Regions from separate parts of the Gossypium hirsutum genome. Here region 2 is linked to region 1. The links are chromatin contacts, called in public Hi-C maps. All regions are on one chromosome and are shown on one strand. Each heading gives the region's core, a stretch centred on a gene start, on an enhancer-like site or on the middle of the called end of the contact. The rest is flanking DNA. Distances are from core to core; before and after follow the strand shown. Region 1 holds the start of LOC107890212 (18.1 kDa class I heat shock protein). Region 2 has its middle 21 kb from the start of LOC107890213.

Evidence for each region. Hi-C and Micro-C count contacts between places; a contact is called where the count stands out from the background.
Region 2: a contact with region 1 is called in a Hi-C map of leaf, with 4 times the contacts expected there. The contact joins the enhancer-like site here to the promoter of LOC107890212 in region 1. A contact is called at or near these places in 6 of 34 Hi-C or Micro-C datasets (fibers, hypocotyl, leaf and 1 more).

What each region holds. Positions count from the first base shown.
Region 1 is chrA09:13,216,231-13,223,129 of Gossypium_hirsutum_v2.1, reverse strand. LOC107890212 (18.1 kDa class I heat shock protein) reads right to left here and starts at 2,702. Exons shown (of 1, transcript XM_016814702.2): 1 at 2,020-2,702. The coding sequence starts at 2,664. The coding sequence ends at 2,179.
Region 2 is chrA09:13,251,805-13,259,249 of Gossypium_hirsutum_v2.1, reverse strand. No RefSeq gene overlaps it. Among protein-coding and RNA genes, the nearest start is that of LOC107890213, 21 kb to the right of the region's middle. Within about 2 kb of position 1,904, at least 1 of the 9 cell types and tissues checked has an H3K27ac peak or open chromatin away from gene starts, as enhancers often do. A contact at or near this core is called in leaf, where this site is marked.

The sequences.
Region 1 (6,899 bases), core at 1,453-3,952:
GATACCTTATCACGAGTATCGATACTCGGGGTGATTTTATCGATACTTTTTCAATTTTACAAATATTTTTCAAGTTTTGATTTTTGGACGAGAAATAGAATACTGATTTGGTACCAATTTTACAAACGGTATCGATATCGTACTAGGAAAATATCGACACCCTTATCCTAGTATCAATACTTACGTGATTGTCTTGAAAATTTTGCTAAGTGGTCCTAATGCTTGTTCAATTATTGCTATAAGTTTATTTAAAGTATGTTTACCATGTTCTAATGGTGATTGATATATGTTTGACTAAAAAATTATAAGATCACTGATAAAGAGAATGATTTATGAATAATGTGATAATTTACTATAAGTATGACATGAGACGATGGTGTGACATCCTGATATTTAGGCTTGGCGACTAAGCCGAGTGTAGGGTGTTACAAAAATCCTATCACATATGTATGCGTGTGAAAACCACAAATATAGAACACAAATGTGTATTTAAAAATAATATAAGTAATAATGCATGCATAATTAAAATTAAAATATATCAAAATATCAAAATAAAGTTTAAGCTAAATGGTAAATTAAAGGTTTTACCGATCTAATTGGTTTGAGTTCAAAACCCATTATATGCATATTTTCATTTGTTTTTTTAATGAAAAAGACTAAAATGCCTTCAAATAATATAACTTATTTTAATAACGAAATGAAATTTCCTTAATTTAACAACTGAGTTGATGACCCAGTTGAGGGTGACACAAACTCAGTAAAACACTTAAATAATAGTAAGTATAGATATACAATTGATAGAAGTAATAAAGTGTGCATAATTAAAATTAAAATGTATAAAAAATCAAAATAAAGTTTTAGTTGAGTGATTAATTAAAGGTTTTATTAATGTAATTTGTTTGAGTTTAAATAACATCATATGCATATTTTTATTAGTTTTTTAAATGAAAAATACTAATGTACCCTAAAAGATTATAACTTATTTTAATTATAAAATAGCATTTTCATAATTTAACAACTGAATTAGTGACCTGGTTAAGGGTGTCACCAACTCAATAAAACACTTAAAATAATAGTATAGATTAATAGTATAACTAGTTGATAAAGAATTATACTTGCTAAAAACATATTAGTTTATATATTTCTTTTCTCTTCTATATACAACAATTTTATAACAATTTTATATTATTAATTTCCAATTTTAAATTATTTAAGATGATTAGACTTAGTTCAACCAAAAACAAAATTTTGAACTTTTCCAATTTTTTATTCAATTTTTTACCATGATTTTGGGTTGATTTAGACATGATCATGAGTCAAATTGAGTCAAGTTTAAGTTAGATCAATGAAAAATTTTAAGTCCAGGCTCTGTCTAGAAAATGGATCTAATTTTTTTCCGAGTCTGACATAAATTAAAAATGCTAAAACAAGCTTGACTTGACTCGTCTATATTAATTTTTTTAGATTATTATTTTTATATAAAAACAAGTTTAAAAAAATATAATACATAAAATACACTAAGAACATTAAAATAAATATTTCTCAACAAAATAGAAAATGAATTAACCAAAATCTTTATACTTAAATAATACTAATACTCCTTCCAAAAAAATAATAGTAATATATTTACAACTTAGCAAGTAAATATCTCTAAAATAGTAATAAAATTAACAATAAAATAAAATTTATACAATATCCAAATAGTAACAAAAAAATGATAACAAATTAGCAACGAAATGGCAACAAAATATCATCGAAATAACAACAAAACAATTGATTCAACCTGAGTCAAAAAATCCTACTTAAGACCTAACTTATTTAAGAAAACAAGTTTTATTTTTCGTTCAAACTCACTTTTCAAATCTATATTTTTACTCAAGTATTCTTACTTTTCGAATGAGATTTTTGTGTATGTCCCATTATCTTCAAGTTATCTTATATGTATTTTATTTCAAAGGTTTTTTCTCAGTGATTTACTGAGAATTTTGGCTTGAGTTAAGTTCTAAGAACAAGGCGTTCTCAAAAGAAACCAGTAAACATTTTATTCATAACTTTACATGCATGTATTACATGCCAGAAGCATACACATTACATGAAAATGCAGCAACAACAACACACATGAAACACACCAAAGAAAACACTGAAACAAACATGAAAATTTTCTCAAATCTCTTCCACTCAACACTTGATCTCCTCAATCTCAATCATTTTCTTCTCTGGTTTCTTCACTTCTTGTTTGGGGACAGTCGCCACAAGCACACCATCCTCCATTGATGCCTTAACTCCATCGGTCTTCACATTCTCCGGCAACCAAAAACTCCTCCGGAACTCGCCTCTGCAACGCTCAACTCTATGCCACTTAACATTTTTATCATCTTTATCCTCCTTCCTTTCTCCATATATTTTGAGCACCCTTTCATCATCAATCTCAACGTTCACTTCCTTTTTGTTGAGCCCCGGAAGATCAGATATGAACACATGGGCCTCTGGGGTTTCTTTCCAATCTGTTGGGGTGTTAAGGACTGGACATTTGTTGACCATTGAAAGGAAAGGGTCGTATATTTCATCGCCAAATAATTGGGAGATGAGAGCCATCTTTCTTCTGGATTCTATGAAATGGGAATACAGTAATGATGAATATAATGTACAAATGGAACTTATCATATATAAAGGATGAATAAGCTGTCTCTTGAACTTTCTTGATTTTTACTATGAAACTAATAGTTTCATATGTTCTTCTACGATCTTCTGTCGTTATAATTTCTTGCATTTTAATCACTAAAGAAGTTAGGTTGTCGACAAGTATTATTTTAACATTATCTAATACAAGTTCCAGAAGTTTATGGATAAATTAATTGCGTAAGCATCTGTCATTGTTCCGAGAGATGTTCCAGAAAATGGAAATGAAGCAGGCCCAAGCCCTAATGGATGTCAGTTTCTGACCTCGAAAAGCCTGTAATGTCCTCTTTGGGCCCATGGTTTTGTTGCTTGGGCCAAATTGCTCGTAATTAAAGAAAATCTATAACTGACATACATTCAAATTAACTCTTTCGAAAAAGTGGCGAGTGATTTTTTTAATTAATTATTTAATTTTATTAATGTATTTTTTATTTAACTTCTTTTTAGATTAATTAATTATATTAAATTCAGTCAAAAAATTTTAAATGATAATTACCTTTTGAGTAAAAAATTTCTAAAAGTGGGTATGGGTTGAATGTCATTTGTTTTTAGAATATAATAAAAAAAGTGAGTATTTAGCACAGTGTACTATTTTTATTATATAAATAATATTAAAAAATTATCATGACTCTCTCTTTTTTAAATATTTATTTTTTAATATTTTATTATATCTCTATAGTGGTCAAATTTCAAGTCGAATCTCTCTACTAGAATCGCACTTGAAATTTAATCTTTATTTTAATTTGACATATTTTGTATTCTATTTTTTTAATAACATTAGTTTATTTATATTTTTTTTATCCACAACAATTTTAGTTAAAATGTTGAGGTTGAATTTTTATTTTTTTTGAAAAGTACACATTTTTAACTTATCATATAGAGATAACTTTTTTGTGGGTTAAAACTGTATTTTCTAAGAAAAATTATGTATCTACGAATAAAATCGGTTCCCTAGGCTTTTCTCCATGATACATATACAACTATTTTATTTTTATTCTTTTAATATAAAATAATAGTCAAAGTATATTTTATTCTTTTATTGTACTCATATTTGAGATTTAATATTTATGTTTTAATTTGACATAATTTGGTTCTCTACTTTTGCAGTGATATCAGCCAGTCCAAATAGTTAAACATATAATTTTTTTAAAAAAGTAACCTCCTAACAATTAAAAGGAAAATCTATTTTAGCATGATTATTTGAAAAGTTTTAGGCTCCGTTTGTTTACCTGTAAAAGCTTTTTTGTAAAAGCTTTTCAGCCTTTTCCAATGTTTGTTTGGCTGAAAATAATTTTCTACGGTAAAACATTATACAAAACACGGGAAAAGGAGGTCTTTTTTGGGGAAAATGTCTTACCCTTTTTATTTCGGTAAGATATTTTCCGAAGTTTTTCCTCTTCACATCCCAGCATCAGAACTTGCTAAACGCTCTCTCCTTCTCCTTCCCTTCCCTTCATTGCGTCCCCTGCCTAGGATTCATCTTTGTATCAAAAACAGCTAGCAGTAGTTTTGTTGACAAAAAGAAAAAGGCCCTAGCCATTTCTAGTCTTTTCAAAAATGAAACTCTCAACAATTTGGTGATTTTTCTCTTCAATTTTTTCGTCTACTTCCCTTCAACGATTTGCCATTTCAAGTGAAATTAGTCGATTTAAGTTCAAAACTCAATTGTCAAAATAGGCTGTGAGACAATTAACTATGGGAAATAATAAGAAATTTAGAACCGTTTTGGAATTATATGGCTTGTTTGCTTGCTTCTGAGCAAAATGTATTAACATTTTTGTTTTCATATATTCTTTTTTCCCTCTGGTTGTTCCCCGATAATAATTGAAAAGAAAGCTTTTCGAATTGATGTGAGATTAAAGTAGGTAGTTTTAATTAAGTCCTAGACTTCAATAGATCTATTAAGTCAGCAATTCGGTTTGTTTGTATTTTTTTAAATGAATTTTATTCTTTGTGGAATTGATTAGATGGGATCCTGATCAGGTTCAATTTGTGATGGAGTTAATGGTTTTGTGTAACACCCCGAAAATTTATACAGTAAGATATTACTCTTAATATAGTAAAATAAGGAAATAAAGTGACAACAAAAGGAAAATTGAGTTATGTCAGTGGGAAGTATATTATGACATATTGATTCAAGAAAGGACTAAATTGTAGAAGTGAGAAAAGTTTTGGGGCCCAAAAGTAAATACTCAAAATTTGAGGGATTAAAGTGTAAATATAAAAATTTGAAGGGCTAATAGTGAAAATATTTTAAGGGTGGAAGGATCTAGAAACCAAGGAAAATTTGATGAATTAGGACCAAATTGAATAGGTGAAGAATTATGAGGGACTAAATTGTAATTTTACCAAAATTAAGTGATGACTCAATAATGGAATTTCAAAAGATCACAAAGGGAAAAATGGTCAATTGGAATAGAGGGAAATTTAGAAAGTAATGATGATGTTGGAGATATTTTAGATTAATTAATTAATTAATTATTAGTTATTAATATTTTAATTTGATTTTTTATATATGATATTTTATTATTTTATTATTATTTTATTAGTATATATAAAGAAAGAAATATGAGGAAATTCTCACCCATTTTACATGCAATCACGTTAGGAAGAAGAAAGGAGAAGAAAGAAACTTTTTATTCTTTACAATTTAGTCCTTCTATCAAAAATTCACTATTTTCACCTAAAAATCAAAAGAATTTCCATAGCTATCAAGGGAGAAAAATGTTACTATGGGGAGTTAAAATATCAAATTGGATTCAAGGAATAGAAGCTGGAGGAGAGAGAAAATTAAATTAAAGATTGGAATCAATAGAACAAGGTAAGTACATCAATATTTCAATATATTTTTAAGTTTGTTATTATTGAGAAAACATGGAAATAATGTTATAGTAGAGTCTTCTTATATAAGGTTCTATGATCTTGATGAGTTAGTGAAGGGAAATAGGAGAAAGTGATGTGAAATATTGTAGAGAAAGGGAATAAGGGTGTTATAAACATGATAAATAATATCTTGCACTAAAACAGTTTTGGACAGCAGCAGTAGGCTAACTTTTAAAAATCACAAAAAAATTTGGAAGTTGAATTAGAGATTGAATAAAATATGAAATTAAAGCTTATTGAGTCTAGTTTCTTATAGAAGAAACAGTGTAAGCAATACAATTTTAAATCATGAAATATGATAAATTTTGTGAGACAAGGTCAGAATGATTTCGGGTTCCCCTTTCTGAATTTGGAAAATCATAAAAAGTTGGATAAAAATAATTAGGGGCTTAAATTTATATGTTTAGAATTATAAATGAGTCTATTTTCAAGAGAAATAAATGAGAACATCATTTGAATCCTGTAAGAGGAGATAATTAATTTTTAGTAAAGAAGGGTCAGGACTGTCAGACAGCAGAATAGAAGTGGCTTTAAAGAATAAACTGTACTTATTGACTAAGCCAAAAATTCTGAAAATTTTATGGTAAGAATATATGTAAGTCTAGTTTTAGGGAAAATTATCTGATCTTAATTTTGAGGTCTGTAGCTAAAGATATAAATAATTTAGTGACTATGACGCAAATGAACAGTTTTGAATATACATATAAGTGAATAGTGAAAGTATTGATAATGTTACTTGTAGCATATTATATAAATTACAGATAAGGAATGGAGAGGAGGAGGAGGAGAATATGTATGAATATTCAGATAGCATGACTAATTTGTATGTTTTAGGCTCAGAGACTAAATTGAATAAAAGTAAAATTTTAGGGGTAATTTTGTAAGGATATCAAAAATGACCAATTTGAAGGAAATGAATTGACTTATTGTCTAAATTAATAAATTGAATGGAATTATCAATTTAGATCAAGATCGGATGAAAATCGGGGAAAATAAAAAATTACCAAAATGCCCCTAAATCAGGTTATTTTTGCAATTTTGTAAGGTAAATTTGTGTATCATAATTGAGCATGAAAATATGTTAAATTGTATGTTATATTGGATTGAATGTGAAATACTAGTACATTCATATAATATGAAACAATATGAATACGAAATGAATTATTACCATATATGCTTGAAGTATATATAAAATAATTTATACATGTTATATGGACACATGGTGTGGAAAGTATGTGCATATAGAATTTGATTTATGTTAAGTTTGATATGAATTATTATCGGAATAAATATACGTGAAATATATGGAAATTATGGTACATGAAATTTTAATATAA
Region 2 (7,445 bases), core at 655-3,154, 37 kb before region 1:
ACATAATCAATCAATCGTGAATCATATGAACATGCAAATTAGTATTTATCTATAACCATATATAAAACTAGTATACATAGATTTATTGTAGATGTAAGGACTTGGGCTTTTGACACCTGGCCTCTTCTTTTTCTTTGGGTTATGGGTTGTGGGAGGTTAGGGTGGGGAAAGAAACAGGAGAGAAAGAAGAGAAAGAAAGAAAAAGAAAATTGAAAAGAAAAAATTTGTGTTATTTTCAAATATGTTTAAAATATTATAAATTTATTATTTTAAATATATATTATGCATTAATAATTTATATTTTTTGTCCTAATCATTCCATTCATATTTTTTATTTTATTTTATATATTACTTTGTAATTATTTATCTTATATTATATTTATATCATGCATTAATTATTTAATTTTGAGTTTAGTATACCATCATGATTCAATTTGAAGAAAAAATATATGTTTGTGTTCATGATCTATAATGATTTTATTTTTAATTATTTAAGTAATTTATCTTAGTAATAAATTATTTTAATTTTAAAACTAAAATTTTGTTTAAATGGATTAGTGCATGCATTCAACATCATGTCATGTTTTAACTCTATCACAATAATTTTTGTAGACAGATTTTTGAATTTTTAAATTAATATAATGGTTTAATTGCAGTTTAACTCCCCTAAGATGGTAAAATTAAGTTTAATCTTTTAATTTTTTAAAAATAATATATTAATATAATAATAAAATTATACTTTTAACTCCTTAAAAATATAATTTAATTTTCCCCTAAAATAAATTCTTGGCTGTCACTGTTGGTTACATTGAACCTTTGTCAATCCCAAATTATGTCATATTTTGCATAAGGCTTAACTACAAAGTTAGCACTCAAACTATACAACTTTTCTTACTTAACTAGTTAAAGTTTTTTTTTTTGTTTTTTTAGTCAAGAAGGGTATTTTAACCATTAATTTCGTCTCATTCTATCTAAAAACATATCACACCTAATAAAAATATGACACACATCACACTCTTAAATTAAAATGAGACAAAACAAATAATTTAGGTGCCATTATTGACCAAAAAGAAGTTTAGATTCCTACGTAAAGGTAGTATAATTTGAGGCTCAATTTTACATTTAAACCTTTGCATAATGTATTAATTTTAAATTATATACATAAAATACTAAAATATAAAATATTTAAACAAGACATATTTATATATTTCCTTAAAAAAAGCCTTATTTAATAAAATTAAATTAATTTTTGTAATTAATTATTTAAATCCCAATTTAGTGGGAGTATAAAATCTACTTTAGGTTTTATTTAGTAGAGTAGAAAAAAATTTGAAAAGATCGAAAACTTGAAAAGGTAAAAAAATAGAAAGATGAAAAATATAAATTTTCTCTTCATAGGTGTGCTTGATAGAAAAGATAGAAAAATTATTCATTAATAGAGTTAAAAAAATGAAAGGAAAAAAATTAAAATATTTGAAAAACACATAATTTTGAATTGACATACATCTCTCTCTCATTTCATCATTCCGGTATAGAAGAATTAGTTTTTATGTATTAAGATGAAAAATAATCAACTCTCCTACTTTTTTTTCTTACCAAATAAATTTAAAATTTATTAATTTTTTTACTTTTTAACCCCTCTTTCCATCCTTCCGCTTTTCTACTCAACCAAATACATTTTAAAAGGATTATAATTCTGATCAAAATCCAAATATGGTTCGAATAAGGTCGTCGGCTAAGAAAAGACTTTAAAAAGATGAAAGCTCTTGCAGTTAGAGGTTAATTTGATTCTCTTGGTGTTGTCTCTTGAACTCTTTCTTCATTGGCGCAAGATGAGATGGGAAGAGACCAACCAGCATAGAATTCGGGTTAGGTATAGGCGAAAAAAGCCTAGGCTTTGTCTCATTAATGGGCTCTCAAAAGGGGCAATTAGAAAAGCATTTAGCCCAAGCCTGATCATGCAAATCCACTGTAAAGGTACCCAAAGAAATGGAGCCCATAGCATTTCCATAGGGTAATTTGCAGTTCAGACTACTTAATTTAACATCAAATTTCATATATACTTTTTAATTTTATTGTTGGTTGAAATTCTATTATTGAAAAATGCGATCGTATGTATATATTAACTTCTATTATTATATAGTATGCATGCGTATTTTTCTTTAATATTCTTTCCTCGTATCAAAAATTCGAATTTATGTTGTTTGTTTGAATGCATAATGTGTTTTTTTCATACACTTAGCATTTGTTGATATAATATATATGTATGCATGCTAAGGTAACTTTAGCTTTAAAATTATTTAACGAAGTTAGCATAAATGATTTAATTTGTTAATTATACAAGTTCGAAGATATAGTTTGATGAAGTTAAAATCTTACTATATATTTATATAAAACTTTATATGTTAAAAGTTGATAACCTATAAATTGCCCTTTATACATACATACATACATACATACATACATACATACATACATACATACATACATACATACATACATATTATATTAATCTTTTGTAGTTTCAACTTTCAAGGGAAAATCTTTATACACTCTTAATCTTATTATTGATACATAGCATTTATGTACAGATATCACATGAAATTTTTGGAAAAAATCTTTTAAGTTTATTCTAAATAAAAGATGGAATATTTGTTCATCAATATGTGATCTTTGTTTTTTCTTTATTTAAAAAAAAAACTGAATTCTTAGTTGGATCTATGAAAGAAAAATATTCTCTTCTGAATTTACTAAACATCTTAGCTAGCTGAGCTCTATATTCCATATAGAGAAGGTTCTCACGTCTCAGGGTCATTAATTATTGTATATAATTCCTGGTTTTTCTGGCTATAAGGAAGAAATATATTATACTCTCTCTATATATATATGTATAGGATTTAAAAAATCTCTCTCTAAAAAGAACAAAAGCGTCAATAATTAATGAAGAAGACAATGGACCATATATATTTCAAATATTATTCTACTTGTGATTAAGAAGAAGAAAACAAGAATGAAATGATATCTATTCATGCATGCATGTTTCTAGGATTTATAAAGACAATGCAACTCTGTGATTGATTTGAAAGATTGAAATCAGTTTCCATGCGCATAAAATCTCAGGCTTGGGAATGCCAACAAGAAGCATATCTTATGGGAGGTGTGAGAGTATCTTCCTTGTGCTTTTCCTTTTCCCTTTCTATGGGCATGCCTTCCTATCTTCACAAGTTTCTAGCTAAAGGTAACCCGTTCTTTACTATTATATCATCTCTTGGGGATAATAGTATATATATATATGAAATGTAATTATTTATAGAGTAAATTATACTAGTAGTCACTTAACTATTAATTAGTATTTTTCTTTGATAATTAAATTATAAAAAGTTATAAAATAATCATTCAACTATTTAATTTTTTTTATCACCAGCTAGCTAACGTAAAAAAAATAATCCAAAAATCCATAATAGTTAGGTTATTAAAAAAGACAAAATTGAATAATTGAGTAATTATTTTGTAACTTTTCGTAGTTGAGTGATTAAAAAAATATTAATAGTTGTGTGCTCATTTTGTAACTTTTCATAATTTAATGACAAATTTTTTTTACTAACAATTAGAGGATAAATTTTTTACTAATAATTAGAGGACTATTAATATAATTATTATATTAAAAAAAAGAGAAAATTAAAAGTAGGAAAATGGGTTGACACTAATAAATATTAATATTCAAACTCAAGTGCATATCATGGTAAAAATAATGGCATGAAAATTCACCCAAAAAAAATAATGGCATGAAACAATTAAACAATCTTTACCATAAATATAATCATAAATGTCAAATGTTTGTAGCAATCAACAATTTTTAGATCTAGAAATATCATTCTACGAATTGTCACAAATTTTTTCTATAATCAATTATTACATTCATATAACACTCTATTTTATAATTATAATAAAACATATTTTAATCCGACCCAAAATTTTTTTCCTTATACACATTTTTAAAGACCCTCTTGGTGGCATCAGCTCTCTAGACAATCTTGCTTTTTATTTTTTCTTTTTCACCATAGAGTCTTCCTCCTCCCTACTCTAATCATCTATACTAAAGAAAAAAAAAGGATGAACTGACTAACGGAACAACCAACTAAATCTTGTACCAACACACTCAACAACAACAAATTAAATGGTTGCACTTGAATATAGATTCTATTATTATATAATTAAATCACCAAGTTTAATAAATATGACCAAGTATAGACGTATCCATTTACCTAAGCGAACTTAAATTTACTTTATTTTGAACATATTTTGATTTAATCTTCTATTGTTAAAACTTTTTTTTCCTTTTGTTATTAAGTTTTAATAAATTTTAGGAATTTTTGGGTATAATAATAAGATTCATGCATGGAAAATATGAGGAATATATGTCTTTGAAATAGAGGGCCCATCACACATGCACATTCAGGTTTTAGCCCCTGTATTCGGTCGTTGGTCGTGGCTAACCACCACCTATGTTATTATGTGTCTATGTCTCTTTCTTGCTATACATGTGGGGGTGTTGTTGATACTTAATCATGTTATAAAATAATTGATTGGACCTTCAATTTTACAAAAAATAAAAAAATAAAAAATTCAGATTTGATATAATAATTGTTAATCACTACAATAATCAAAGTATTGTGGTGCATTCATCAAATATTCTTTTATAAGCTTTGAGTTACATTATTTCAAATTTGGGAGACACTAAAAAAAATTATCAAGTTTTAAGGAATCTTGTGTCAAAAATGGGATGTTTATCCCTTGATTTAATGAGAGTTGAGACTTTTAAGTGTGAGAGAAAGGAGAGAATCACCATATCCCCCACATGGCTTTTTTTTTTTAACATTTAGTCATATATAGATGATGTGATATCATCACGCCTTAAAAAAAATCTAATTTAAGGTCAAATTTGAAAAAATTGTTAAATTTAAGGATTAAATTGATAAAATTTATCAAATTTAAGAATTAAATATTACTTTATCTCTTTATAGTATTACATCTCAAATATTTGCTTTTTTTTTTTTGAGTGTGAAATTTAAGTTAATTCATTTATTGAGAAAATAGCATTTAACAAATATTTTTATTTAACGTGTCCATTGCCTTTGAGCTATAGCCAATAACTAACACCAATAAAAAAAATTATGTTTAAAAAAAGTTTTGACTTCAATATTATTTTAATAAAACTTTCTCTTATTTTAAGTCAAATATTGTTGTTCTTTTTACCAAAAATAATTGCTAGTCCCTAACAATTCATACAGAAAGTACCCCAAAGACATGTCAAAAGACAAGACAAGACCCACCAAACTAACCTAACTAAACCATTAAAAACATGTCACAAAGTCAAGGCAAACATTTTCGTATCCTTCCATCAGATTCTTGAGGTCTTCCACTGATACTACTGATATTAACATGTTTAGATTCATATTTATTGCTATTTTTTAAAATATTTGGTATATCTATATAAAAATATTTATAAATATTAAATATTTCAAATATAAAATGTTCATAAATTGTATAAAATATTTTTAATAAATTTTATAAATACAATTCATTATTAAACAAACTCAAAATAAATAAATAAAAATTATTTTATAAACTAAACAATAAATTATCTCATACTATGCATATAACGATCTATACTTCAACCATTTCAAAATAAATAATAAAACTTATTGTTTTTATTGGGGAAAGTTCATATTAAATTTATTTGGGTAAGACTGGGAGGTTAAGATAAATTGAGCTTAAACCATTGTTTGTATCATGAGATTTAGTATTGGAATTCTTCTCTGGATAATGTCTCATAGATTTAGTTTAAGCTTGAATTACATTAACAACTTTCTCTATTCTATTTTCCCATTATCTCTACATTTATCTATTTGTGTGACAAAAGATGTGCCTATTTTGTTAGAATTGTAAAACAAAGTCTGATATATAACTTATGTAACACCCCACACTTGGTGTGGACGTTATAGCTGAATCCTGAAGAATTACATTAACTTATTTGAAAACTCAAAATTGAATTTGAAATCATGTGGCAAATCAGTGTTAACTTTGATATATCGTTTTCCAATTTTAGGGAAAAAAACCTTGTTAAAATCGTTACTTTACTACAAGAAATCATTTAAGAGATCATCTCATTATGCAACGAAATTTACTAAATTATAAGGTTTTGAAAACCAGGGTTTAATTTGTAACAAATCAATTTGCAGATGGAATTATAATACTACTTAGTCCTGAAAAACAAGTAAAAACAAAATGAAAAGTCCACAACAAATTACAGTCTCTAAGTCCGAAAAGTCCAAATTAAAACATGAAGTTTATTTAAATCGTTCATTGTATAAATCCAAACCTGAGTTCTCGCACGCTGTTCAGTCCTTGGTTTACTGATTACTTGAGAGGATAAAACAAAAGGGTGAGCTTACAAGCCCAAGGTATAACTCAACACACGGCCTAACATACACCCGTATGGCCCACATGGTCAAAATGACCCAGCTCATGTGGTCCACACAGCTTGAACCACAACCGTGTGGCTCACATAGTATGTCTGTAACACCCTAACCTGTATCCATTGCCGGAACAAGGTTTTAGGGCATTAATAGGATTTACATATGATTTAACAAAAATTTCAATTAAATACTTACCGATTCAATGCATCATATAAATAAACATATTACCGTTCAATCAATTGTTTGGCACTTGTCAAAGTATCAACAACAACATTGTTAATACACTTGTACATATTTCATATAATTTCAACATTGATATACCTATTTTCTCGACATATCACACTTGAGTTTAATAATAGTCTCAACTTACATAATTTCCTTGTATCAACATATCAAAGATAATCATTTATGTACATGTCACGAAACATATTATTCTCTTACCGTTTCTTCATAAGCATATATCATTCATTTCATTATATCAATATTTCATGCACCATCATTTCCTTATATCCTATGTATATTTATTTCAGTAATAGTTCATATTAAACTTAAACATAAATTAAATTCCATGTACCCATACTTATTTCATTTATCTATCTTCTTAATTATTTCATACAACTATTTTGTACATATATTTTCATATGACCAATTCCTGTAAACATTTCACACAACCATTTTGTATAGCCAATTCATATAACCATTTGTCATCCGGTACGTATTACCTGAATATTAGTTGTTCAACAGATGTCTTGGCGTCTCTCATCCACGATCTTATTTATCTTCGACATGATGACATAGTGTCTTTCAACTATGGTCTTACTCATTTTCTGTCATGTTGTCATGGTATCTTTCAACCATGGACTTATTCATTTCATGTCACGTTGCCATGGTATCTTTCAACCATAGTCTTACACATTTCATATCATGTTGCCATACTATCTTTCAACCATGGTCTTACACATTTCG